2 separate regions of the Anser cygnoides genome follow, and region 2 is linked to region 1. A link is a contact called in public Hi-C data. All regions are on one chromosome and are shown on one strand. The core of a region is the stretch at or near the end of the contact, and the rest is flanking DNA. Distances in the headings are between cores, read along the strand shown. Region 1 holds the start of UBC (ubiquitin C). Region 2 holds the start of ULK2 (unc-51 like autophagy activating kinase 2).

What was found. A called contact is a pair of places that touch in the nucleus more often than the background predicts.
Region 2: a Hi-C map of liver shows a contact between it and region 1, with 9 times the contacts expected there. The contact joins the promoter of ULK2 here to the promoter of UBC in region 1. A contact is called at or near these places in 2 of 7 Hi-C or Micro-C datasets (both in liver).

The regions. Positions count from the first base shown.
Region 1 is chr18:8,936,557-8,943,065 of Taihu_goose_T2T_genome, forward strand. It overlaps UBC (ubiquitin C), which reads left to right and starts at 3,640. Exons shown (of 4, transcript XM_013196483.3): 1 at 3,640-3,838; 2 at 4,491-5,680; 3 at 5,682-5,785; 4 at 5,788-6,176. The coding sequence starts at 4,497. The coding sequence ends at 6,020.
Region 2 is chr18:9,208,557-9,215,445 of Taihu_goose_T2T_genome, forward strand. ULK2 (unc-51 like autophagy activating kinase 2) reads left to right here and starts at 4,297. Exons shown (of 28, transcript XM_048074248.2): 1 at 4,297-4,942; 2 at 6,181-6,273. The coding sequence starts at 4,850. LOC136786614 (a long non-coding RNA gene) reads right to left here and starts at 4,140. Exons shown (of 3, transcript XR_010825785.1): 1 at 3,486-4,140; 2 at 700-850.

The DNA.
Region 1 (6,509 bases), core at 2,390-4,889:
CAGCACAGATCTGAAAGCAAAGCTGTATCCATGTGTCTTGCAGTCAAACTGTGCTTTAAACAAAGAAACAAATGACTATTGCCCATTTCCCCTGTTTTATTACAAATGTAGCTATTTGTTTTTCTTAAGTTTTCAGCTCCTGAAGTTGGTAGCTTGTTGAGGACTTTGTTTATTAAGGTATTTTTAGCATAAGGCTTAAAAAAACAAAACTCGGAGAGTTGTCTTTTTTTGGTAATCTCAATATTACAGTCAATCTTACCGTACTTTTGAATCTGTGACTCGTTATTTTTGTAACCCTTGAGCTTGGCAGTACAAGGACAAGCAGTAACATGCCACAGCTCTATTTGCCTTAAGGCTGGAACTTCACCAGACTGGGCCTTATTGCAGCGTTACAGGTTTAGGGAGAAAATATTTATCTCCATAAGCATAAATAGGTAAATATAATTATACTGCGTCATATGCAGTGAAAGAGACCTGACGTAGGTATGAGTAATATTATGAGGTAGAAAAATACGTTGTATTTCCTGGTGGCAAATAGCCCTGTTTTTATTCGAACTAAGGAAAAGTACTGAACTTGCTACTCCTACTCAAATCCTCTGATTTGCTGGCTGTCCCAAGTTAAACCCTTGTAGCTAAAGATAAACAGATTGCTTCATTTGACATTGCTCACGTCGAAATGCTATGCTGTTGCTAGGGCATTAGTGTACATAAAAACAGACCTAGGAGTGTACATAAAAAACAGACATTGTGTTCTAGAATGTACAAATTCATTGGAAACATTTCTCTGACCCCAGGTTCTTCTCTTCTGAAAGCAGGTTATTTTATACTACTGCCCAGTGACCTACTTTTGAAACCACTCAGCAAGAAATATGTGTCCCCAAAGGCAGGCCCCATACCCTGGCAGAGGCTGGAACCACCTGTGCAGTCAGGCCAGTCACAAGATACGGATTTCTGCTTTTTCAGGTTTGCCTTTATTTATATGCAGTCCACAGTCAGCTGCTTGCTGATTCTTACTCATCTAGAACTACTGAAGGAAGGGCAGTATATATGCTAAATACTTGTGCTTTGAATAACCACAACAGTAACAGTACACCATTTAAGAACAAACATGTCTCCTCTGTATCAAGCTTGGGTAGTAAAATATTTTCTGAAGAAATTCTGAGGTAATGCTGAAATTCAGTAAAATTAAGTCATGAGAATGTTACTATCAGCTTGGGAGATTGTTCTGTACACATAATGTGTGAAAATGAGGCAGAATCTGGCCTGCAATGTATAAAAATTGCATTACGACTTCAAAAAAAAAGTACCTTTCAGCCTGATGATAAAATATCATCAAAGTACAATAACAAATCTGTGCAGATAGGAATTGTGTATCTGTCAGTGTACATGGATTTACCACAGAGAAAAAGCCAAGGAACAGGAAAAGAGATGTTTAAGATCTCTGTATTGTCCCAGAAACAAAAGAGGTGGGGTTTGTACAGGCATGTAGATGTCTATCCCAGCTTAATAGTTAGGAGAATTAAACAAATCCAATCAGTGGAGGCTGAAAAATGCTAACGATTGCTTGCATAGAGTAGCTTGCCAGCAGCCTATGGAGATTAGTTTAATTCTGCTAGGCCTTGGAGTTGTGCAGACAAAGCCAAGCTCTTTTGTTTATCTCTTTTGACAGAGGGATACCTGAGGAAAATAACGAGGCTTTTTGCATGGAACTGACAAATACAATCCACTGTTTTTTCTAAACAGAGCCTACATTCAATGGCAGCATTTTGCTGCCTGTGCTTGCCTTGGGTAATGTCATTTCCTTGACGAATGACTTTCAGGAGCCGTTGTTAACAACGTATTTAAAGAACTGCCTGTGGTAGAGCCATCTTGCTGGGATTTTATTCTTATCTGTTGATTTGAATATTTAACCAGAAAACAAACAACTGCTTTCACAAGCAGTTTAGTCATAGGCTTGAGCCATACTTAGAAAAAACAGAGGAGGGAAGGGCTCCAGTATTTTCTGGAAATACACAGTGAAATCCTTAATGCAAGCCTGATGTGCACAAACACAGTTCAAGGCTTTAAGATTAGCCTGTGGTTAATCTCCAGTTTAGCAGACGTGGCCTTTCACAATTGTAAATATTACTTTTAGTTCCTCTCAAGGCTCCGAGGTATTATTTGGCTGCTCTGTATCAAACATCTTCCACCTTGGCACTATGCAAACAGAAAGAACCTATTGGAAACACTAAGCAAAACTGGCAGCATAACAAAAACAAATGTAGTATTGCTCAAGTCTGCCATTTGCTCTAAGTTTATGTAGCTGAATAATATTCCAGAGGCTGGTTATTGCCACAGAACAGTCTCTGAATTTTCCAGTTACTGTTTTCCTCCCTTCCTGTCTCTACATTGTGAATAATTGTTAGGAAGATTTATTTTCTTTTTACTGTAAAACAGGAAGTGCTAGCAGACACAAGCCTTGCTAGAAGAAACCAAGGGTTTTTTGTTTGTTTGTTTTAATGGAAGTACAGCACGCAGCTCTGTATTAAATCCTGCCTATTCACATGCATGCTCCTGCTTCCTGAGTAGAGGATTTACCAGAAAGTTCATCTGGGTTCACTGAGGAAGCTAGCAGCAAATGAAACAACACAAAAACCTTTTTTGTTTTTGCATACTCCAGTTATGATATAAATTGAGTTATGAGCCAGTCTGAAAGGTCTAATGAGCTTTAATTAACGTGAAGCACATCGCCACATCAGTTTGCAGCAGGAAGTTATTCCATAACCTGTTCAAGGCTTCCTGTTCTGAAGGCAAGTAAACAGCCATTTCAATTTCAAACGTCAGCATTTCATCAGAGGGCTTGCTTCGCAGCCTCGCGTTAAAAAGCCATCAGCCGCCCAAAACTGGCTCAAAGGGCAGCTCAGGAAGTGGCCTCATGACAGGGCGCACACTCAGCCCATAGCGTGTGACGCACCGGGAGACACAAACACTTGCCAGATTTCTAAGTGCCAGCATTTTCCAGCATTTCTAACACATTTCTGCTCTCCCTGGCCTTCCCTCACAGCCCCACGCAATGGGACTATGCCAGGCCCTGACAGAAATGCTTTGTGTCCCTCAGGGAAAGGGCCAGCGAGGTACTGCGGGGACTCTGGAGGCCAACAGAAGGCTGACACCAGAGGTAACCCGTCCCTTCCCACGGTACCTTCCCCCTCTCCCTGCCAAGCCCTAGGCACTGCTGGGGGAGGCGAGGCGACCCCACAGAGGCAGACCCCACAAAGCCGGCCCCAAAAGAGGACCCCAAGCCCACAAGCCCCTATGCGCATGCGCATTCCCCCGCCCCTACCGAAATCTGCCCCCGCCACAGGGGCCGCCCTAGCAACAGGGCTGACCTCACCGCGCACCAATCAGAACTCGGCAGCGCTCGAATCTTCCAGAGTTTTCCTTGCGAGCACCCCCACCCTCCATTCCGGTCAGCCAATCAGCACGCGCCTTTCTTACTGCTGCACCAATCAATGCCGAGCGTTGCGTTACTTGCAGTGGCCGCTTCACCGCACCTCCAGATCCATCCGCGTTCCCAAAAATTTGGGGATTCTTGCGGGGCTGGGGCCTAAGGCGAAGAGCCCGGGACCCCCCTCGCTAATATAAGGGGGACGGCCGAGGGACAACGGCGGGTGCTTCGATCAACAGGGGTCTTTTGCTTGGGACTATTTTGAGAGGCGGATGGACATGTCAACGTTCGGGGGCGGGGCCTGCCTGACAGGAACTGCATAAATACGGGCAGGGGTGCGTCACCGCGCAGATCACAGCTGGAGAGAAAAAGGAACTGAGTTTGGAGGGAGCAGCGCTCAGGGCCGGAGACGTGAGTCGGGGGGGGGGGAATCGGGGGGTGAAAACCCTTGCTTTTGTGGGCAGGGAGGCAGAAAGTGGAGCCGGGGGATTGTCGGGCGGTATTTCTGGTTGGTGGCGGTGAGGTAGGGAGCGGCTCTAAACGCCTGAACGGTGTTACAAACGGGTGGGGGGGTGGCCGCGTAACCGCCCGGTGAGGAAGAGGGAGTAGTTGAAGGAAAATGGCGGAGCCTGCCGTCTGCGCCGGAAGCAGGCGCTGAGTCACGGCCGCAGCGGGCGGCGGCACCGCGCTGCTGTCACGGGTTGTTCGCATGAAGCCCTGCAGCAGCTGCGCGGGAGGGCGCGGGGCGGTGCTGCGGCCCCTGCTGGGTTCCTCTGCCGCATTGCTGCGGCTGGGAGGGGAAGGGGTTGGCAGCTGGGGGCCATTCGCCCGGAGACAGCATCAGAGGTCTGTCCTGAAGAGATAGACGGTTAGAAAATATCGTTACTTTAACAGCAGCAGTTAGAGAAAGATTATAGAATTCATATGGTCAATAATGAAATAGAAAAATTCTGAATGCTATTTATGTAATGCAAAACAGCAGAAGTTGTTGTATTTAGAAATCACAGTTTTGAGACTGCATTTTACTGACTACTTAAGGCTGAAATTTCTGTATGTTTTGCAGTTCAACATGCAGATCTTTGTGAAGACCCTGACTGGCAAGACCATCACCCTTGAGGTCGAGCCCAGCGATACCATTGAGAATGTGAAGGCCAAGATCCAGGACAAGGAAGGCATTCCTCCTGACCAGCAGAGGCTGATCTTTGCTGGCAAGCAGCTGGAAGATGGGCGCACCCTGTCTGACTACAACATCCAGAAAGAATCCACCCTGCACCTTGTGCTGCGCCTGAGAGGTGGCATGCAGATCTTTGTGAAGACCCTGACTGGCAAGACCATCACCCTTGAGGTCGAGCCCAGCGATACCATTGAGAATGTGAAGGCCAAGATCCAGGACAAGGAAGGCATTCCTCCTGACCAGCAGAGGCTGATCTTCGCTGGCAAGCAGCTGGAAGATGGGCGCACCCTGTCTGACTACAACATCCAGAAAGAATCCACCCTGCACCTTGTGCTGCGCCTGAGAGGTGGCATGCAGATCTTTGTGAAAACCCTGACTGGCAAGACCATCACCCTTGAGGTCGAGCCCAGCGATACCATTGAGAATGTGAAGGCCAAGATCCAGGACAAGGAAGGCATTCCTCCTGACCAGCAGAGGCTGATCTTCGCTGGCAAGCAGCTGGAAGATGGGCGCACCCTGTCTGACTACAACATCCAGAAAGAATCCACCCTGCACCTTGTGCTGCGCCTGAGAGGTGGCATGCAGATCTTTGTGAAGACCCTGACTGGCAAGACCATCACCCTTGAGGTCGAGCCCAGCGATACCATTGAGAATGTGAAGGCCAAGATCCAGGACAAGGAAGGCATTCCTCCTGACCAGCAGAGGCTGATCTTTGCTGGCAAGCAGCTGGAAGATGGGCGCACCCTGTCTGACTACAACATCCAGAAAGAATCCACCCTGCACCTTGTGCTGCGCCTGAGAGGTGGCATGCAGATCTTTGTGAAGACCCTGACTGGCAAGACCATCACCCTTGAGGTTGAGCCCAGCGATACCATTGAGAATGTGAAGGCCAAGATCCAGGACAAGGAAGGCATTCCTCCTGACCAGCAGAGGCTGATCTTTGCTGGCAAGCAGCTGGAAGACGGGCGCACCCTGTCTGACTACAACATCCAGAAAGAATCCACCCTGCACCTTGTGCTGCGCCTGAGAGGTGGCATGCAGATCTTCGTGAAGACCCTGACTGGCAAGACCATCACCCTTGATCGAGCCCAGCGATACCATTGAGAATGTGAAGGCCAAGATCCAGGACAAGGAAGGTGAGAGGCTGATCTTTGCTGGCAAGCCTGACTGTCTGCAGAAAGAATCCATCACCTTGTGCCCTTGCAGAGTGTGACTGAGACCATCACCCTTGAGGTTGAGCCCAGCGATACCATTGAGAATGTGAAGGCTAAGATCCAGGACAAGGAAGGCATTCCTCCTGACCAGCAGAGGCTGATCTTCGCTGGCAAGCAGCTGGAAGATGGGCGCACCCTGTCTGACTACAACATCCAGAAGGAGTCCACCCTGCACCTTGTGCTGCGCCTGAGGGGTGGCTGTTAGCCACTGTGCATCTTGCTTGATGAGATTGCTGATAGCACTTGTGTTTGCACTGTAGTCCTTCTAATGTCTTAAATTAAATGCAAAGTTAATGCAAGCTTAAATAACTGCTGAACTGTGTGTTGTAATGCTAATAAAGTTTTCTGTTGCACATCACAATTTGTAGTCTTGTCTCAGTTTAAGCTAGTAAAACCAGCATATTTAAGTGACATGCTCATGTTGGCTTTTTTCCATGGTGGTTTAAGCCTCTTTTCATGGGTAATGACATCGTAGCTGAAACATACATGGATTAAAGTCTTAATTTAAGCAGAAATACTATATTAATTCTACCTAGAACTTAACACAGTTTATTTCCAGGAAGGATACTGCATTCTGTTAAAGGCTCCAGAAAGCCGCTACCAAACCAAGCAAAGGTTGTACAGCTCAATTCAGTAGGGTGGATTTACCATAGTTTGTAAACTGCAGTATCTTTAAATGGGTTAATTGTTCTGA
Region 2 (6,889 bases), core at 3,047-5,546, 270 kb after region 1:
GATCACCCTCTCTCTCCTGGCGATGGGAGCTTTAATTAGCTAATTTTTAGAGTTGCGGTTGCAGATTTGGCTTGATGGTGTTATTAGTGGATAAGATGTTACTTTTTGTCAAAGGCCAAGCATGAGCTTTAATGGTTTTGTACCTATAGCTACACTTACCAAAAAGCTTGCTGTAACACCTGAAGTTTTCAAACCCAGTGCAATAGGAAACTCAGGATGTACTGCTGTGTTTCAATCCAGTTTCACCCAGGTTACTTATTAAGTATACCACACAGGTATGCCTACCAAAAGGACCTTATTTTTCACTGATACTGTAAGAATAATTTAAAGCATATTCCGCTGATACAGTGCTTCTGCCACAGAGCCATCGGACACTTTCTCCTTTAAAAGCTGTGATAACTCAGCTTGTGCCACCATTAATTTTACTACAAATCCCCAGTAGGGAGGACAGTGGTGATAAGGACTGGGAAGCATGCCAGTCTGCTGAGAAAGGCTTACCTGTCTTGATTAAATTCCTGGGTATGATGGAGGGAGGGAAGAAGAGAACAGTGAGCGCACCTAGAGTGAAGTAGGCAGACCAGGATAGAGCTGAGAGGAGTGGGAAAGGTGACAGGTTCCTGTCCCTTGGGGGTAGATTTAGATAAGTGGGGCTTTAGCATCCCTCTGAAAATCGTTCTCAGGGCTGTGTGTTCTGCTTACCCAGGCAGGAAGGCTGGTGAAGTGGTGTTGCAAGTTGTGCTCCTGAGATCCTGGTTCCTTGCAGTCACGCGTTCGTGTTCTGCTTGACTCAGCTGATCTCTTGATTATTTTCCCAGATCAGTAATTTAACTTCCATGTGCATACTTATTGTCTGGAGAGAGATGCAAAAAAGGTCTTTTGATGAACAGGAAGAAAATCAGCATCATCTTTATTCTGCATGAATATTAGGAGAAACAATCTTCTCTCTGCTTTTCTTTGGGTGAACCTAGGCACCATTCAGGCGATGTTTCCCTCAGAAATGGCTGCATTTTGGCGGTATGGCAGAAAAGGGCTTACCGTAAAGGCCATCAGTGCTTTTGATGAAAGTACTATAGAAACTCAGAAGAGTGATGTCTGTATAGTGGGGAACTCCTGCCAGATGAAAGCACACGTCTCTTGTGCGCTCAGGCAAGCAATGTGGAAGGTGCTAATTCTTTCCCAGATCTGTGCCTCATGTGATCACGAGTCCCAGCTCACATCTGAGGGGCTAATTTGGCCAAACCAACGTAGTGCAGCCAGGAAAAAGCCACAAATACCTCTCCAGTAATGTTATTTTCTGTTTTCCTCTCCCTCACCCTGAAGGTTGGTTGTCCTTGCTGAGCTGCAGCTGGCTGATAGTTTGTGTAAGTCCTGCCATTGCCCAGGCAATGATATTAAAGAAATAAACTCGGCACACAGTACTCTGCTTTTGAAGAATCACCATGGCCTCTTAGACCGCAGTGCTAGTGCCCACTGCCCAGCCGTGCCTTTCGAGTGCGCTGGGTAATTTATTGTCCTGCTGCATGACTTTGTCAGAGCAGAAAGCTGCATCCCTCCGAGTGCTGCTGCTGCCTGATAGTGCTAACTGGTGAATTTCTGCGTGTGTTCCGGGTGAGGGAGGAGCAGCACAAGCCCTGCGGGTTATCGTGTGTTGCTCTCCCAGCATCTCCAGCAACAAGGCTCTCTAGGAAAGGGGGGCAAATACAGTCCGCTTCATCTCCAACCTCTTTCAGTAGCAAAAGCAAGGGAAGGTGCTGTTTGTAAATAGGTTTGTTGTAGTCATAACGCTGGAAATATTGACACCTAGAAACTCTCCCAAAGATTTATCAAGGAGCCAGTTCAAATGAGTGACCTGCATGCAAATCTCACAGCCCTTCATCAAGTGCTTTTTGAGATTTCAGCCCCTCAGATCCTGTTCAAATCCCAGTGGTACGCCGGTGTATTTAGTTATTCTGGTCAAATCTCCTTGCCACTCCTTGCTGTTTTGTCCTTGCTGTGCTGAAATAAACCTGCTTGAGGGCTCCAGCCCTATTATGAGGACAAAAGGACATCAGACAGGCTGCTACCAAAGGGAAACGCGTCTCATTTTTGAAGTGTAATGCAGAGCAGGTGGTTTAGAAATTCCTAAAGTGGCTTTCTCAGTTCAAAAGGGATCTTTCTATTTTTTTTTTATTTTTTTTATGTTCCCTAAAATGCAGTTTGTGACTTAGACTTTGGGGTGAAGATACACACTGATGCTGAGAGGATTAATACTGAATGTGAGAATCAGTGGATGGCAATAAACAGCCAGTTCTGAGGGAAATTATTTTGTGAGTCAGAATATTTAACACATTGAGACTTGTGGGCTTTTTCCTGGTTTTAAAGGGGCATTGTGAATACATCCTAGAAAGTGCTTGTGTTACTACCAACACCTTAATTTATGATTAACTTAGAATATTTTTACATCTCATTTATTCCTTCCACGGTGGTGTTCTGAGCTGCTGAAATTACTTGGCCAGCTTCACTTTGTTTTTTTGTTTAGGTTAGTGCCACAAAGGAATTTTGCATAGGTGCTCAGAACTTCAGAAAATAAAGGGTGAATTTGATCTTGAGGGATTTTTTAAAGTTCTTAATTCTCTGTGGCACAAAATAGATGTGTTAGGATTCTTCTGATGCCTCTATGTAATGTTTAGAGCTTAAAATATCCTTCATAAAGCTGTCAATATTCCCTCATTTATCTCTTGCTAAATATTTCTTATGCAGGTGTGTTATCTTTGGAGAAGTCTTTAGCTGTGGAGTTTTTGACATGACACACCACTCTAGTAGTTCTTGGTTTTGAGTTACAGAAAGTGAAGGGAGATAAGTAAAGAATAATGAGAGGGCCAACTGTGTAACTCTCTGCTAGGTCACTATTTTCATCTAGCAGCACTGAAAGCAGACCCCAAGAGAGAAGGAGCAGTACAGATGTGTGGCGATCTGAGCTCTGGCCCGACAGTATCACAAAGTGCACCTTGTGGTGTCTGTAAGTGCCCAAATCCCAAGTAGTGCTGTGTCTGGCAGCTGCCTGCTGCCAGCTGCCCCTTTGACGGCACACAGCCAGGAGGGTTAATCATTGCTGCTGCCGTGTGTAGTGACCAGAGTGCCAATGGGATCCGGGGCAGATGGGGATATTTGGGTGGCCTGAAACGTCTCGTACACGTGAAACCTGGATGCTGAGGTGGCATGATGGAAAATGCAGAGAGGAAATGAAAGAGCACAGTGAGGAAAGGAAAGGAGCATAATTATGTAGATCTGGAGGTGAAGGTCAAAGTCTCCATGTGACTGGTGTATGGTGTGATTCTTTGTTTGTTTTTGTAGGGGGGTGGTTTTTTTTGTTTGTATTTGTTGCTGAAAACTGCCCAAGGCTGATCTAGAAGTGCTGGGGGGAAGAGGGTGCAAATTAAGAGTGGCCATTCTCTGCATGAAGAGAGCGAGCAACATGAGAAGTGTCTTTGGCTTAGGGCACTTACCTGTATTAGCATTTTGCCTGTGTGTTCCTCAGTTGCTTCTCCATTCCTTTAAGTTTCTTCTGATGTGGAATCTTGCTTACTAATGGAGCAGGGTCAGGGCTGAGGGTGAGCCCTGAGGTGCTGGGTAAGCAGTATCGCCATCCTGGCAGCGGTGCTGGGTGGGATGAGCTAACCTCTGCGTTCCTACCTCTGCTGCTGCCTCACAGTGTGGCTCCTCACCCTGCCTCGATCTGTGGTGGGGGCAGGGCCCCCCTCTCCTGGTGGCCCCTCAGCTTTGTCCCTCATTTCAGGCAGGCCTGAGGTGGCTGAGGAAGTGGCCCAAGGGGAACGCAGCTCGCGTTAGAAGCGATTTCCTAGGGAAGGCAGGGGCTGAAATTCATGTTTGTCCTCAGCCTGGTCTCCCCCAGGTGCCGGGACGAGGACGTGTGTGCGGCCCCGGTGTTCCCTGAGGGGATGGGGGGCCTGTGCCCAGCGGCCGTGGCTCCCCCAGCGCCGGGTGTGGGGGCGCGGGGGGCCCTGAGGCGCCGCCGGAGCCCTGAGGTGATGGCGGCGGGGCCCTGAGGCGACGCCGGGCTCCTGAGGAGATGGCGGCGGAGGGTGCGCGCCTCGCGCTCCCGCCGGGTTAAACGGGGTGAGGCACTTTTTGGCCGCCGGCGGAAGAAGCCGAGCGCTGAGGCCTGCGCGATGCGGCCTATAAAAGGCGCGGAGCTGCGGGCAGTCGGAGCCGGGGCTGGCGGGGTGCGGATCGCAAAGGAGGCGCTTGGCTGAGCGGCGGGAGCCCCGGAAGGCGGCGGTGGCGGCGGCTTAAGACCCCCCCCCCCCCCCCATCTGCACCCTCCCTGCTCGCTCCTCTCCCTCGGGGGACGAGGAGACAGCGCCAGCCCCCTTCGGAGCCGCGGGCCGCGCCTCCCCCCCTCGCCCCGCTGGATGCTCTGGGGCTCGCTCCCTGAGAGGGGCCGCGGCGCCGGCAGCCCCCGCTGTGGCGGGGCCATGGGGGCGGGCAGCGGCAGGACGCCGAGCCCCCTTCCCCGCTGAGCAAGCCCCCCGCGTCCCGGCACCGATGCCGAGCTGTCCCCTCACGGCCGGCCCCTGAGAGCCTCCCTTCCCCTCCCCATGCCTGACGGAGCCCCTCGCCTCGGAGACGCCCTGCAGCAGCCCCGCCGGCCGGGGGGTCTGCGGCTGCCCCCGCGGGATGAGAGGAGCTGCCCCGGCCGCCGGGGGCAGCCAGGAGAGGGGCAGGCTCCCAGCCCGCCGCCGGCTGCCGTGAGGCGGCTGTAGCTGCCTCGGCTGGAGGAAGAGCCCCTTTGTTTTCCACCCCCCCCCCCCCCCCAACCCCTTCCCGGGGCTTCATGCCCCCCTGAGGGATGATGGAGGTGGTGGGGGACTTTGAGTACAGCAAGAAGGACCTGATAGGACACGGAGCCTTTGCTGTGGTCTTCAAAGGTCGCCACCGCAAGGTAAATACCACAGCGGCGGGCTCGGCCCGCAGCCGGTTACACAACCCCCGCCGGCCCGGGGTCGCTCGGTGGGGCCGCGGCTGTGAGGAGCCCGTGCCGGGGGGTGACAGCTACCGGGGGCCTTCGGGGACTTCTGGGGTTGGGGGGAGGGAAAATAATAATAAAAAAAAAAAGACAAAAAGACAAAAAGGTGCGGGGTGGGCTCTGAGGTAGCGGGCCGGGGGCGGTGGGGCCCAGAGGTGGGCCCTGCGGCGGCCTGAGGCGAGCCGCCGTCACCCGGCCTCGCCAAGCGATTTCTCTTTTATTATCGTGATGATGGTTTAATAAAAACATCAACGAAAAGCCCGTCTAAGCCCTGTTCTCACCTCTCCTCCCTGCTGTTTGGTAGCTTCCTAACATAACGGCGAGCCGGGAGTTGCAGCTGCAGGGGAGCCGAGCCCTTTGTTTGTCAGGAGGGGCATGTTTATCTCGCTGGGGAGCGAGGGACCCGGTGGAAAATTGTCTCCTGGGGGACTGGAGGAAGATTTCTGAAATTCAGAGGTGTCTGGTTTCCTGGAGTGGCTCGCCGATCACCCCGGATATTCGTAGTTGGGTTATGGTTTCTTGATGCTGCAAGAGTTTATTCTGGGGCTGGTGCCTGAAGTGCTGTGCTTTCCAGAAAGCAAGTCTTCACGCTGACCCTGTGGGAGCATCAGGGAAGAACTTGGAAGGGCACAGCACAGAGACTTTTGAGTTTAAAAAAAAAAAAAAAAAGGCATTAGAAGCTTTGAAGGCCAATGGAGATGATGCCAAAGACAATTTATTTTTAGGCAGTATATAAACATACAATAAATAAACTATATATTTACTTAAAAACCAAATGCTCATACAGTTTTCAGCTGTGGAGTTTAGGAAGGCCAAAACTGGGAAGTCTAACAGAGAATAAAAGTGACTTCATCATTGGGATGGGACTGAAAAACGAATGCGATATGATTATTTTCGTTGTAATAATTTTTTTTAATGCTTTTAAATCCATGAAAATGCAGTCTAGCTGCAGCTGGATTTTAATAGCTGCCTGCACTGTTGTGGAATGAAATAGTTCTTAATGGTGTCATGTGATGTAGTAATCACCGGTGGGTAGAGTAGGGGTGATCTTGCTGCTCTTTCTCTTGTGCTTCACTAGATACTTGTTAGTGGATAAAGTTAAAAAAAAATACATATATATGTTAAACTGACAATACTTTTTTGGTTGTTTGCAGAAAACGGATTGGGAAGTAGCCATAAAGAGTATTAACAAAAAGAACTTGTCAAAGTCACAAATCCTGCTTGGAAAAGAAATAAAAATCTTAAAGGTATGTTAATTGCAGTGATTTTTAAAGCTGCTTTACTTGAAAAGGAAAAGAGACTTTTGACGCAGTTCATTCTGGGTCATGTGCAGTATCACAGTAATTGTTGCTACGCCTTTTGCATCTTTATTAGTTCCAGAAGAAATACAGAACTAAGAAAACAAAAAAAAAAAGAGATACTTCTTTTAGTTCTGGAAATGCTCTTGGAACAGGTTAAGGGCATGTTTTTGTTGTTACAAGTGAAAAACTGTTGTAGAACCAGTATGTGCTTTTATTGCACATGCAGAAAGCTTTGTCCTTCAGGATGCCTAGTGTTGCACCACCTTTCCCAAGCTGTACAGTCACAGCAGAGGGTAAAAATACAGGTCCTTGATCCTTTTTGGTTTGTTTTTTTTTTCCTCCTCAAAGATGCCTCGAAAACTAAAATTGGCATGCTGAATATGATTCCTGGGGCAGACTTCCCACTTCAGAGTTAATTCACTTCAAAAGTGTACTGTGGCTTTAATGAAGGAAATAGAGCATCATTTAGTTCTTCAGTGCTGTTTTATAGAAATGTCTGCTGGGATAGTGTCTTAGCACTCTCTGCTCTCTGAACTTCACTGCATCTCATCTGATGTACCTT